Regions from separate parts of the Mus musculus genome. Here region 2 is linked to region 1. A link is a contact called in public HiChIP or PLAC-seq data. All regions are on one chromosome and are shown on one strand. The core of a region is the stretch at or near the end of the contact, and the rest is flanking DNA. Distances in the headings are between cores, read along the strand shown.

Region 1 (6,703 bases), core at 1,116-3,615:
CAGAATGATGGTTTTACCAAGACCAAGGAACCAAGGAAGACCACCTTCTGTCCCAGCCTTGCAAGTAAGCATTGACCTGTGAGACCAGTGAGGAGCTTGTAGAGCTAAAGGCCATCCTCAGAGGGTGCTCAGCAGGAAGCTTCTGAATGAGAGCCATGTCCAAGAGGGCGGGGCTTCTCAGTCACCTCTAGTGGCCTACCAGCAGACCCAGGGGAACCGCTCCTGCCATCTCAGACACCAGCAAGAGCAGATTTGCTCAGACCTATTGACAAAGAAAGCAAAGGAACAAATTCCCTTTCTCTGGTGATAGGTGGCTACCAAAAAAAAAAAAGTAAATAAATAAGAAGAATGAGAAAATTAATTATCTGCTGTAATTAGTGTAATGACCTACACCATTAGAGGGTATTTACCACCAGGATAAAACTTCTCACCGTAAATGTCAGCTCAGCCTCTTGAATGCGTAGGCTCCCAGGAGCTGACAGACCTAGCTGGCAGCTTCTGTGGATTTTCCTCCCCATTTCTTTCTCTCTGGATGATTCCAGTGCTGGGGATGGACAGGTAGTAAGTATCCTATGAGATCTGTCCTACTGTGTGTCGAATGCTTGTGGCTAATCCCTCGGAGTCTTGAGGGCAACATGTAAGAGTGTCCCATAGGGGCAGCTACACGAGGGAGCTGAGGTCTGCAGGGATGGGATCAGAGAAGCAGGGGATGTCTGGGAAGGTAACAGTACAAGCAGACCAGTTCAGAGGCGAGCTGGATCGTCCACATTCCTGACCCTTCACCTAGTGAGTCCTGCAGGTGACAAGGTAAGCATCACTCCTAGTGTCCTCTGCAGACGAGGAGCAAGCTCAGAGAGGCCCATTGACTTCAGAGCCCGAGACTCTTTTAATTGCCCAGTAATAGCTAATCGATCTTGTCTCACCCCACCATCCAAGCAAAAAAAAAGACAAATGAACTTGGATAAAGTCCAGCAGGCTCCTTCGTGTCATCAGGCAGCAGTGTGCGGCCCACATTTACTTCTTGCCCTGCACTGTGGAGCAGGGACAAGAAAGGACAGCCCTCCCCGCACAAAGCCATACTTCGAGTAGCAGCCACAAGGGGACAGAGGCTGAGCAAAGGCAGCTGGAAGTGTGGACAAGTTCCCTGACCAAGTCTCAGCAGGACTGAACTAGGCGAAATCAAGAGGCTTTTTTCATCTCTGTCCTGAAACTGGTCCAGGACCTTTCAGCCCTCTATGCCCAGGGCTTAGCTCTAGAGGGTATGACAATGTCTCTGAGCCTGGTGGGATTATAGCTTCTTTCCCATTGCTGGCCTAATGGTTGCCTATACAGCCTACCTAGAAGCAGTTGCTTCTTCTGCCAATATTAAAGCCACACCAGCAAATACAGAGGCAGTGACTGCTTATCTCGGGCTGGGGAAGCTCTGAATGAGGGGGTCTGGGAGACATAGCACAAAGGTGCTGTCACTAGTCAGCCCGGTGGCGCTGTCATAAAGGAAACACTGAAGGAAGTCGCTTTTAAAGGAGAAAAGGTTTATTTTGGTTCGTGGTCTTGGAGGTTCTGGTCAAAGATCAAGTAGTCCACAAAGGGCTTATTGTGAGTGTGGAAAACCATGGCCAGAGTCAGTGATGAAGGAGGCCACTCAGATCATAAGCCAGGAGGCAGAGGAGAGGAAGGGCTGGCTCCCACAATCCCATGAAGATCCATCTCATTTCTCAAAGGGGACACGAAGGGGCTGGTTTTCCATGAGCAGTGTGATAGTCAATCTTGAGTGAATTTAGAGTCACCCAAGGGACACACTTTTGGGCACATCTAGTCAAGACCGTTCCAGAAAGGATTAACTGAGAAGGGATATCCAACATCCTTTCAGTTTAGGACTGAAGAAAGTCAGCTGAGTCCCAGTATTCTCCTGTCTCTGCTTTCCTGGTCTATCCAAATGCGAGCTAAGCTAGCCTACCCTGCTACCGCTGAAGGCTCGCCATGCCTTCCCCACCATGGCCACCATACCTTCTCACTGTAATGGACCCCAAACCATGAGCCAAAATAAATCTCCTCCTTCTATTAAGTTATTTCTTGTCAATTACTTGGTCACAGCAGTGAACAAAGTGGCTAACATGCTGGCAGCCTCACACATACCAGGGTACTTAATGTCCCTGGATGCCACACAATGGATGCCAATATTAGATAGAACCCAGGGGCACCGTTCATGAGAACATGCTTGACGCCTGTCTCTATAGCCCCGGAGGGCAATGGGAAGTCTATACAGAGACCACCCCCACAGGGATCCCATACGACAGATCTTCTCAGCTGCCACTCAAGGTCAGCACTGCTCCTAGGTAGGCGGAAACTGAGCTCCTCCCTCCACTCCAGACTCCACTGTGACGGGCGGAGCAGATGGCCTTGGCCAGGGTGGGTCATACCTCTGGGACTAGGCCTCCTCGTTTCTCAAATGAGGGCGTCTCTGGCTTTCCTGTTTTCACACTTCTCTTGTCAGGCTGTCACGGCAGCTGAGTCTCCTTTCCTCAACAGTCATTTATAGCTGAACATGGGTTTGAGTTGCTCTTCTCCCAGGGGCATTGCTGTCTTAAGCCTCATCTCTCACTGTGGGATAAAGAGCTTTGTCCTGGTGAAGAAGTGGCAGGTGTTTAGGAAGGAGAGAGGAGGGGTGTTCTATAAACCAGGGGATCCTTTCCCAGGACCTGAAACCTTTCCTCTAAGATGACACTCCCTTAGGATCCCCACTCTGTCAATCTCTTAGAGATGGAAGACATTCATACAGGTATGAAATGAAGCCCATATTTCTGAATGGATCTCAAAACAATGATTCCCAAACATGACCCCATTTCAGAATTATCTTGCTTTTTTGTTGTTGTTTTTGTTTGATCCTCTTTAAAGCTCAGGCTATACCCAAGACCAGCTAAATTATTAAAAAAAAAATGGTAAGACATGAATAGTGTGTTTTAAAACCATTCCTGTGGCTCTGTGTAGAGACAAGTTTGGGAACCAATGACCAAACCATGCCTGCCTCCCACACACTCATCTGCCAAGATACAAACCTTTTCTGCACGCACCCCAAGAAATGATCCCTTTTAACCCCCATCCTCAGACTGGCTGGATGTTGAGGCTGGAATTTTGAGTGGTGGTTATACTCAATCCTAGGGCTCATGAGACTTGCCCTAGGGAAGGAAGCAAGGTGAGCTTCCAGGGACCAGGCTCAGTGCTGAACAAGTAAAAGATCCTTGTGATGGCTTCACACTGCAATTGGACACCAGTGTGCACAAAGGACTGTGTCACCCACACATAAATGAAATAGTCAAAATGAAAATCCAAAATGGCAAATGCCGAGAGCACCAGAGACACCCTTAATACAGGGTGGGCTGACTTTTAACCCTTTTGTCCCCTGAGAGTGCATTTACAGATGGGTTTTGAATGGCCCCATAACCTGCTGTTCCGGCCTTTCATTCATGACTCTGTCAGGAGCCACATGGCCTTGTTCATTTCTTAGGGGTGCTGTAGACAAGTTCCCTCCCTTTGGCAGGGCCGGATAGAGCAGAAGTCTTCCCAGCTCTGTTCTCTTCTCACCCTCCTCTGTAAACGCCCTGCGATGCTGTCATTTTGAATCAGCTGATTTCAATCAAGTTGAAGCTGGTGGGTGGCTTTGTAGGTTGGCTAGACTTATTCTAATTTGAAACCAACAAATGGTAAAAAGAAAGTTAATGGCTTAATGAAGCTGGGCTGTTCCGTCTCTGCACTGAGCCGCCTGCATGCGGAGCTGTCTTCCACCTGTCCTCTAAGGCACTTGGCTGCCTGGCCTTATTCTCTTTGGACCAAGTCTTGACAGCTCCTGTGGGGATTGTCACTGTGCTTTTGTGTAGGGAAACAGTAAGCCATCTTCTCCCACAATGCATCTAGCACAAGCCATTCAGAATAGTCAACATCATATAATAGAAGTATCTAATAAGTCTCACGACAGAAGCCCTGGGTTCAAGGCCCCCGTGTGTGACCTTGGGCACATCATTTTGATTCTGGGGCTTGGGTTGCCTCATCTTTTTGAAGGTTTGGTTAAGAACAAAAAGCTGAATCGACTGAACATTTCCCACACACCAGAGCTGTGTGTGTTAGAGGTGCTGTCCAACTTAGCCTTCCCAAAAAATGTACTGTGAGAGGTGCTAATAGCATGCCCACGTTGGAGGTGAGCTCATTGGTAGAACCTTTCCCAGGAGGAAAGCCCAGATTCTGTCCTATGCAGGGAAGAGCAGTCTAGACAAGCGGATAACAGTCTGCGTGACAAGCTTATTTGATATCCGTTGGTGAAACCAGAGTTCTCATGTCCTGTGGGGCACAGAGCAGGAAGATCAGAGCTTCAAGGGATAGATAACAAGCCAGAGGCCACACAGCTAGTCAGTGGGAGAACAAGGACTGAGGCTCAGACAAGCTTTGAATAAGGTCAGCGCTAGTAGTGGCTGGGATGTCTTGTGGAAGAGCTGATATGTGTATCCTGACAGCATAGAGACATAGTGTGGACTTGATAGATATTAATTTTATATAGTCTGTGTCACTTACTGAAATGGCTACCCACAGACTAGCCTAGGAAAGTTCCTGAATGCCACGAGTTCTTGGGTCAGAGAACAGACAGTCAGTACCAAAATGCAGGAAGTTGAAGTGAACTTGACCTGATTCACATTTTTGCCAAACGACCTGGGTCCTGACTTCAGCAGTCACCCGGGGTTGGTGGTTCTGAGGTAAGAATAGCATTACATGAACTAGGAGCCAAGATCTTCTCCATCCAGGACAGTGTGGGCTGTTCACTTCACAGATTGACCACCATTGTCAGCTAGCTCTGCACCATCCATCAAGGGGAAACGAGGAAGGGCGAGCAGGGTACAACCTGGACCCTGCTCCAGGAAGACCAGTCAGAGTTTACATCTTACAGATGGTAACTTCTCAGCTTCCTCGTCTCACACCAGAGAGGGAGTGTCTCCTTGGAGAAGCAGGGGCGTTGGAACGGACCTGCCTCCTTCATATCTGCAGCACATCTGGACAGTTGAGAAAGGCAGGCTGCTAAGAATCTCACCAATCCTTTTCCACTTTTGAGGGGGTTCCTCATTTTTGGAAAACAACTCTCATCCCGTTTTCCATCTAGCACATGTGGAATGGGGGGGGGTGTTCACCTAAGCTTTAGGCATTGTGAAAAGGAGCAATATCTAAATAACACTTAAATCTACTTGATGCGAGCGTGTGTATGTACGCATGGAGACCAGAAGTCACCCTCAGGATCTATCTGTCTTGCTTCTGGGGACAGTCCCTCACTGGAACCTGGAGCTCACCAATGAGGCTAAGCTAGCTGGGTGGAGGCCCCAGGAAGCTTCCCACCTCACCTCCCCACGCTGGGACTACATCTAAGCCTCCACATTGGATTTTTCCACGGATGCTGGGCATGCAGTTCAGGTGCTTGTGTGGCGAGCACCTCACCCACTAAGCTATCTCCTCAGCCCTGCAGGGCACTTTTGATAAAACAAAGCCCTTCAGTTGGCTCTGTGGTTACCTTCTGACTCTACCTTGCAACTTGAAAACTGAAGCTCAGTAAACTACCTCCCTTTCTCATGAACACCTAGCTAGTTAGCGAGCGGCAGGTATGACACACACACTAGTTCATCTCATCTTCAGATAATCCACTGAGGTATAGTTGGAGTGTGTGGCTTAGCCTAGTTTGATGCCCAGAAGGAAGGACTTTACTACGAAAACCCTGCTATTCTCTTGGCTCCACCCTTAACCTAGAAACCCTAGTCTTGCTCTGCTGTGCTGGTTTTCACAGATAGGTGGCAGCACTGAGCCACCTGGAAATTCCTTACTAGGATTTTTTTTTTTTTTTTTGACACCAGCTATTAAATTGTTCTTAATATGATACCAATTAAGTATCCACCTGGCAGAATGACTTTTAACTGAGTTTTATCTGGGGTTTCAAATGTTTTAATAAGTGTTAAAGGTCATCCAGTTAAAAAAGCAAACAACAACAAAACCAACCAAACAAAAAAACCCAAGTAGTGCCAACAAAAAAGGTCTTACTAGAGGGAGATTTTAAAATTTATTTTACTTTGTTTTTGATGTTTGTGTGTGGGGTCTTTTTGGGATGTTGACCAAACTCAGGGCCTTGTACATACTAGGCAATAATTTTACCAGAGAGCTACATCTCAGCACTTGATCTGGGTTTAAATGGAACCCAAGTACTTCAGCCATCAGCCTAACCCTTGTCTTTGGGCAGTAAACAATGAGTTGAAAAGATGGAGTCTTCCAAGCTGAAGACTGCTCTCTGCTCCAAAGCTGAAATGTGGGCTTTAAAAGAATATGGTGTGTGTGTATGTGTGTGTCTTCCACTGTGTACCATGGAATGGAACTGGGTTGTCAGGCTCGGCAGCAAGTGCCTTTACCTGCCAAGCCATCTCCCTGGTCTATGGGCTATCATAGCTAAAGCACCTACTGTGTGCACCTACTCCTACACAGTGTGTTTTCATGTGTCACCTTCCAGCAATCTCAGTCATCCTACCCAGCTGGAATTATTGTATCCACTTTGCAATTGAGGAAGCTGAGCCCCAGAAAGGCTTAGCACCTTGCCCCAAATCTAAAGGCTGATAAATGGAAGTGAACCTGGGATTCTTCAGTCTGATTCTAAGACAGTTCCTCTCCAGATCCTTCATCCTTCATC
Region 2 (6,703 bases), core at 1,686-4,185, 200 kb after region 1:
GAGCATTACTGAATATACCAAAGAAGGAAGAATGCAGACCCAAGAAGAGATGGCTACTACCCTTCATTTTCTTGGGTGGCAGCCCTCCTCCTTTTATGGGATGAGGCCAGGGGAAAACACACCACACGCGTGCACACACACACACACACACACACATACACACACACACACAGAGTCTGCACAGCTAACTCTACCATCAAGAGAAGAACCCCAGCTCAGACCACTGAGCTTCAGCACTTAGAACATGGCTCTCTAGACCTCCAATGCGGCCACTTCAGCCCTGGCTCACAGCCACATATACACAGCTTAATCGACCCAATCCAGTAAGGAGGACAGAAGCCCTGGACTAATCACAGAGCCATGTGCAAAGTCCTGCCAAGTGACACTTCACACTCCTGTCATAGTACACCACCACAGGCAGGGTCCCTCCTGCCTACCTCCCACACCCTGCCACATAAGCACACCTTGTACGGCCACCCAGCCAGGTCACCATCTGCCTCCCAGCGACCGTAAGGACCAGGAATTCTACCCACGCCCACACCCTCCTGACACACACAACCTCCCACTGTACATACCTCTCGGAGCCTTGGGTATGCTTGCTCTGTGGCTCAGCGATGCTGGATTTGCTGTCATCTTGTTCTTCTTGGTCTAACCCCTGGGCCTGAAAGCAGGAAGTCGGGGAAGAAGTGCTTTAGGGGGCTCTGCAGCGCCAGTGTCTCATCCCACTGAGTCAAACGGTCAGCAGGTACACCACGGTGCCTCTGGAGAGGACAGGGGCTGCTGAGACACAGGACAGGTCTGTCTGTAGAATGAAACTTCCTAAGCTCTAGCTAAGCCCATGACCCACAGCTGAAACAGGAGATACATAAATATGGTCACTATATACATAGATAAGAGCCAGAAACAGGGCGGGGGGGGGGGAGGTACCCTAAGAACCTGGCCTGCTGCCCAGAGCCTGCACTGCTAGTTGCAAAGAGAAGGCGATGATCTAAACTCACTGAGGCCTGGGTCAGCAAGGCCGTGGTACAGGGGTGACAAAATAAAATGGTTAGACCAAGTACATTGGGAAGGAAGAATTCTGAACTACCAGGATCTAGGAGGGGCAGGGGAGGCTGTGCCCCAAACCCGAGGGCACCATCTGACTCCCAGAATGATAGCACAACATTCCTTCCTCTGCTCTAGTGAACCCCATCATAGACAGTGAGCACCCCTCCCCGCCCCGCGCCAGCCCCCAAGGCTGCTATTACAGCATCCGTTTGAAAATAAACTCCCAAATCTTATCCACATCTTGGGTATCTAGGCAAATTTAGAAAGCTGGTTTAAAAAAAAAAAAAAAAGGCGATTTTTGATGATTTCAAATATTTTGCAAAGAAACGCAATGGTGACATCAGCCTGGGGCCTACTCTTTGTTCCAGAATGTCCAGCCTGCAGGAGAACCCCTCCTCCCCTCAACTATGTCGGTAAAGCATGCGTCCCAGGGCTTCAGCAAGGGTGAAATGTCCTACACATGAACACAGCTTCCGCCTGAAGAATTAGGCTACAGTGCCGGCTCCTCCTCTCCCATCCTCTCCCTCAGCCTAAGATGGAGAGAAAGAAAAGCCCGTGCCAGCCTCAGGCCCCACTCTAGGACTGGCCCTCCTGACAGGAGCACCGCCTACTCTGAGACTCAGGTTCACGGGGAGGGGAGGGGAAGGAGAGAGATCACTCTGTCTTTCCCAATGCTGTCCCAGCCCTGTGCCCCGAACATACCGACACTTCCCCTCTGACTACCAGAACCCCAGCAGTTGTATCTGACTCTGACATCTGGGTGGTTAACCAAGGGCAGGCCTTGCACTGAAACCCAGCTCCCCAGATTACACTGTAACTAGCAATGCATTTGTGTTACCTCTCAGAGCCTGAGGCAGAAGGGCTCCCTGTCAGGGCTGCCACTTCCATTGCATGGGCCTGGGCAGAGCCTGGGCCACACAGTGACCGGCAAGCACACCCTCCCTGCCCCACCTCGGCCTCCTCCTGAGGTACACCTTCCCTACAAAGCACGCCCTCTTGTTCTCAGGTTCTCAAAGAAAAAGGGACCACACAGGTCAACTGGACTTCAACTAAAATGTAAGTGACAAAGCAGGGTGACTGTAATACAAACTCAAAGCGAGCCCACAGCCATGGAGGACTCCAGGACTGTGAGGACAGACAGAGGCAGACTGGAGCTGGCCACCAACCACACCATTCTGTCTGCCTGACCCATTCTTGCTTCACAATTATACTTCTGCAACAAAGTGAAGCAGCCTCCTGACACAGAAGAAGAGACAACTCAGGGAAAGCCACACAGTGGGTCCTCTGAGTAGCTTTACTTGCTCCCTAGAACTTTTGCCCTGGAAAAGGAAGAAAGGACCCAGTGAGGGACACGTGTGGTGGCACTCTGGAAAGGAGATCGAAACAAGCACACACCAAGCCTCTGGCCCAGCTAAACTCAGGACCCCAGCTTCCCAGCCTTACCTCTGTGCCTGAGTTTTGTTTTTAAGATCCAGTCCCAAGGTGGAAGCAGGAGGATTGCAAGCTTAACTTAGAGCGTTGGGTTTTAAGGGCAGGGACCAGGGTGCTGAGGTAGTGCTGAGTGACAGAGGATATATAAAGCCTTACAGTCGGCATCCAACAATGGAAGGGGGCCTTGAATGTGCTTACAGTTTCAAAAGCATATATGTGGTAAAATGTGCCTTCAAATATGCAGTTTGTTGTATGTATACATTTCTTCTGGTGCTGGGGATGGAACCCAGGGTTTCACACATGTACTCTACCATAGCTATACTCCCAGCCCTCAAAATAATTTTGAGGATGAATAAAACCCAAGATAATTTAACTCCAAGGCCCTCCCTATTCCTAGCCTTGGGAACCAGAACAAAGGGAAGGAGGCGCTAGCCCCAGAGGACCACAAAGACAACTGCACGCATGGTTGACTCTGTGCTGGGAAGCGGCTGCTGCATCCTCTGCCAGCTCCACCCTTGCACACCTTGAGAACAGGAAGACAGCTGCAGGCTGAGTCCTGTCAGAGGCACTGCTGGCCAGTCAGCCAGAGCATCCTGTACCACCCTCACTCCAACAGTGGCACTGCTGGCCAGTCAATCAGAGCATCCCGTACCACCCACACTCCAACACACTGGCTCAAGTATGAATTAGAACTTCCTCTGTCAGGACTGGCTGCCAACAGGCAGTGGCCACTGGGAGTTAAACCCAAGCCATGTCACAGAACCTACCCTGCCCAATGGACCTGGCGGCTTCCTAGTGACTTGTCACCAAAGGGGCCTCACCAAGTGCAGCTGCTCCACGCCCTCCCTCCCTAACCCTACCTTCCCTTGTCCTTGCCTTCACATCCTCAGCTCTTCCAACAGGGGGTATCCAAAGTCTATCAGAGACCTGGTAATGGGGCCATCACCCAGAAAGGCACCAGCCGGACCTGAGAGGAGCGCATGGGGCCAAATGTAGTCTGAAAACACTGTGCACCCATGTGTACGCTCATGCAAACCACCGAGGGCTCCCAGGCTGGGTTCATAGCAAACATCCTGTTGTTTCACTCAAACCAGCTGCTCCCTAAAACCCACAGAGTCCATGTGCCAGAATCCCTCTTCTAGCAGCCCAGAGAAGGAAAAAAAAAACAACCGCCCTGACTTAAGCTCCTCTAGGACAGCATCTGTGTTTCAGGCACCTTGGGTGGAGGCCCAGGAGACAAAACGTTGTAAAAACAAAGTAAGAATACTGGGAGCAGAGAGGGGACAAGTCACCTCCTCCAGACAGACACCAGAACTGGGCCTCAGAGCCTAAAGAAGAAAACTCAGGGGTCAAAGGGGAAGCAGCAGGCCTTGGCGGAGCAGTCACAAGGTGCAGCGTGTGCAGACTGGTAAGGCAAGTGGCAGATCCAGCTGCTGGGTGGCAGAGCCAGAATGAATGGGTGGGTGGGCGGGCGGTAAACCCTCAGTGGCTGAATGAAGAAATGCACACACACACACACACACACACACACACACACACACACACACACACACACAAACACGGCAGGACCAGGATGTTCCAGTGCACAGCAGCAAAACAAAGCAATCATGGCCAGAAGGCCCACCAGAGGCAAGTGTCTGGAGAGAGAGCATGTTCCGAAGTCCACACTGTGAGAGGCAGGGGTCATCTATGGGTCACCCCTATAAGTAACTGCCGGGGAAAGTGAGGCCGTAGCCTAGACCACTCCGACTCACCTCCCAGTGGCCTCCACCCAAGACTGGAGAAAGTGTGTCACCATCCAGCAGATGCTCCGAGATGCGGCTGCGAAAGCCCAAGTCCTGCAGGCAGTGGAGATGAGAAGTGAGCTTTGCTCTTGCCACGGTCAGCACTTGTCCCACCCTTCAGAAAGGTGTGCTCTGTGTCCTAGGCACAGAGCTCAAACTGAGACGTCTAAGCTCTCAAAGAGGGCAAGATAATGAGAAGCAGAGTCAAAATGACACCACAGGCCCTGAGTGGACGCTGTGGATACTCACTGTAAAAATCCTTCTGACTTCTCTGTAGCTTTCATATTTTTCATAATAAAATTATAGACAGAAATAACCCTGCAAGATTGGCGTGCTCACGCTCTGTGGACCCAGCTGCAGGCTAGGGAGGTCGTGTAATTTGGCCCAGGACAAAAAGCTGCTGACAAGGGGGCTGCAGGTCAGATGAGGCCGGGGCCTGACTCTTTCCATGACACAAGCTGCACCACATGGCTTTTCACAGCTGTTTCCCTGCTCTCCTCTCACCCTCTGCCCAAGCTGGGCAGGAGAAATGCCAGCAAACCCCAACCCATGGGTTGCTTGGAAGTTGAGGCTCGATGGGCTCCTTCCAATTCATGCCTTCCCTCTCCCCATAGGTGGCCCCTCTCTAGACAATGGGACTTATTAGCAGTGTTCTGTCCACAGAGTCCTCTTGGGGACAAGCAGCAGATGCCCACAATTCCTGACTGCCCTTCGGCTGCCACAGGACCACACTATAACCCTCCTGAGCGTAAGAGTCCCGCTGGGCTAAGTGAAGGATTGCTATCTGACTGTATTCTAACAGGGACAGTCCTGTCATCGGCCTGATGGATGGAGGGATGCCCAGGTGAGGTCTGGTCCTGCTGTCTCCAGCTTCCTCCCTCCACACCCAGAGTGAAGGAGAATGCTGATTGGTCCAAGCAGCACACAGTGGCACCTTTGGAAGGACCAGGCCACTTGTTTCCAAGAGTCCTGTGACATACAGTTATCCATCACTGTCAAGTGTCGAGTTGGCTTGGTAGGGTTTCTGTTGTTCTGTTTTGGGGGTTGGATGGGCGTTTTGTTTTGAGGTTTTTTTGTTTTGTTTTGTTTTGCTTTTACCAAGAGTGATTTTTCCCCCTTACCTTTCTAGCCTCTCTGGTTTGTGGGGTTGTCTTGGATTATGATATTTTCCCTTCAGTCTGATTTCTCCTCCATCTAAGGCAGCTGCCATCTGCTACCAAGGCCCAGGGCTCAGTGTGGGGCCAAAGCGCTCTGCTGTCTAACTCCACTGCAGCCCTCCTCTAGTCTCTGTTCATCTCTGACCCTCTCCCACTAATCCCTCCCCTCACCCCTTCCTCCTCTGAACAGATGGAGGGGACATGCAGAGGTAACAATGGGCCAAAAGGAGCCAAATCCTCCCTTTAAGACTCAGACTTGGCAAATGAACTTGAGATGGAGCAGACTGGATGGAAGGCCTAGGAAAGAGGAATCACAAAGGACCTGGCAGTGCAGGACAAAAGCCTTGACTTTCAGCATGGCTCAGTGGCCCACGAACAGCCTGAAGCCTCGAGGCCCTGAGCAGCTCAGGTGGCCTCTAGACAAGTCACACAAAGGAAGAGCACTGACTCTAGCTTGTCATGGTGTCTGAGCGTTGCGTCACTTAGCTCTGTGGCAAACCTATGAGGTGGGCAGTGCTACCCCTGCCTACTGAGCCAAGACCCTGGAACTCGCAGGAGCTGACTCTGATCCCAGCTGCGGGACCACTGGTAAAGCACTTCTCTGGGAAAAAAGAAAAGCCCGGCTCTTACACAGCGCCCTGCTGCGCCTCACTGCAACTCACCAGGCCCAGGAAAGACTTAGGGCCAGAAGCTTCGGACCCTGAGTGCCGGGCGTCCTTCAAGTGTCCGTGGATCTCTGACTCCTGCAGGAACATATCACAGAGAAACCCCCCCAGCTGTTCAGGGCTGCTGTCCATGGAATTCCCATCAGGCCACAGGGCTGACATAGAACTGAGCCCAAGATGAACATCTACCCATTTTGAAAACTAGCAGATACGAACACCTACACAAGAACGGGGCTAGGTTCTGATGCTGATCGGAGACAAGCACAGCCCAGACCAGATCTGCAGGATTTAGACAGAAAAGGAGAGCAAAGAATGGTGGAGACAGGAAGTCAGCAGCATACATGTAAAATACCTTAAGCATACCTTAAAAATAAAGTGTATCTTAGTGTGTGTGCACACTCATGCATATGCAGTGTGCAAGTGTGTGTGCATATGTGTGTATGTATTTAGATTATATATATCTCTGTATTTATACAAATACAGATATATATATAGGTATACATTTATATGTATGTGTGTGTATATTTAGGTATATGTGTGTGTGCATGTTTATGTGTATACATGTATACACACAGACCTACTTCTGACCACTTTGATTATTACACAATCTGTGAATGTA

What was found. HiChIP or PLAC-seq counts read pairs in DNA pulled down with a chosen protein or histone mark.
Region 2: an H3K27ac HiChIP or PLAC-seq map of large pre-B cells shows a contact between it and region 1, with 2.7 times the contacts expected there. The contact joins two enhancer-like sites. A contact is called at or near these places in 3 of 484 Hi-C or Micro-C datasets (cortical neurons, myocytes and nephron progenitors), 2 of 115 datasets of contacts at active chromatin or transcription factors (astrocytes and large pre-B cells) and 2 of 9 other capture datasets (adipose tissue and liver).

Annotation. Positions count from the first base shown.
Region 1 is chr9:45,584,271-45,590,973 of GRCm38.p6, forward strand. The region is part of intron 3 of Dscaml1 (DS cell adhesion molecule like 1); the gene reads left to right. Among named protein-coding and RNA genes, the nearest start is that of Gm22069, 47 kb to the right of the region's middle. Within about 2 kb of position 2,366, at least 14 of the 459 cell types and tissues checked have an H3K27ac peak or open chromatin away from gene starts, as enhancers often do.
Region 2 is chr9:45,786,851-45,793,553 of GRCm38.p6, forward strand. Cep164 (centrosomal protein 164) reads right to left here. Exons shown (of 30, transcript NM_001081373.3): 9 at 6,082-6,162; 10 at 4,233-4,316; 11 at 576-661. Among named protein-coding and RNA genes, the nearest start is that of Cep164, 38 kb to the right of the region's middle. Within about 2 kb of position 2,936, at least 44 of the 459 cell types and tissues checked have an H3K27ac peak or open chromatin away from gene starts, as enhancers often do.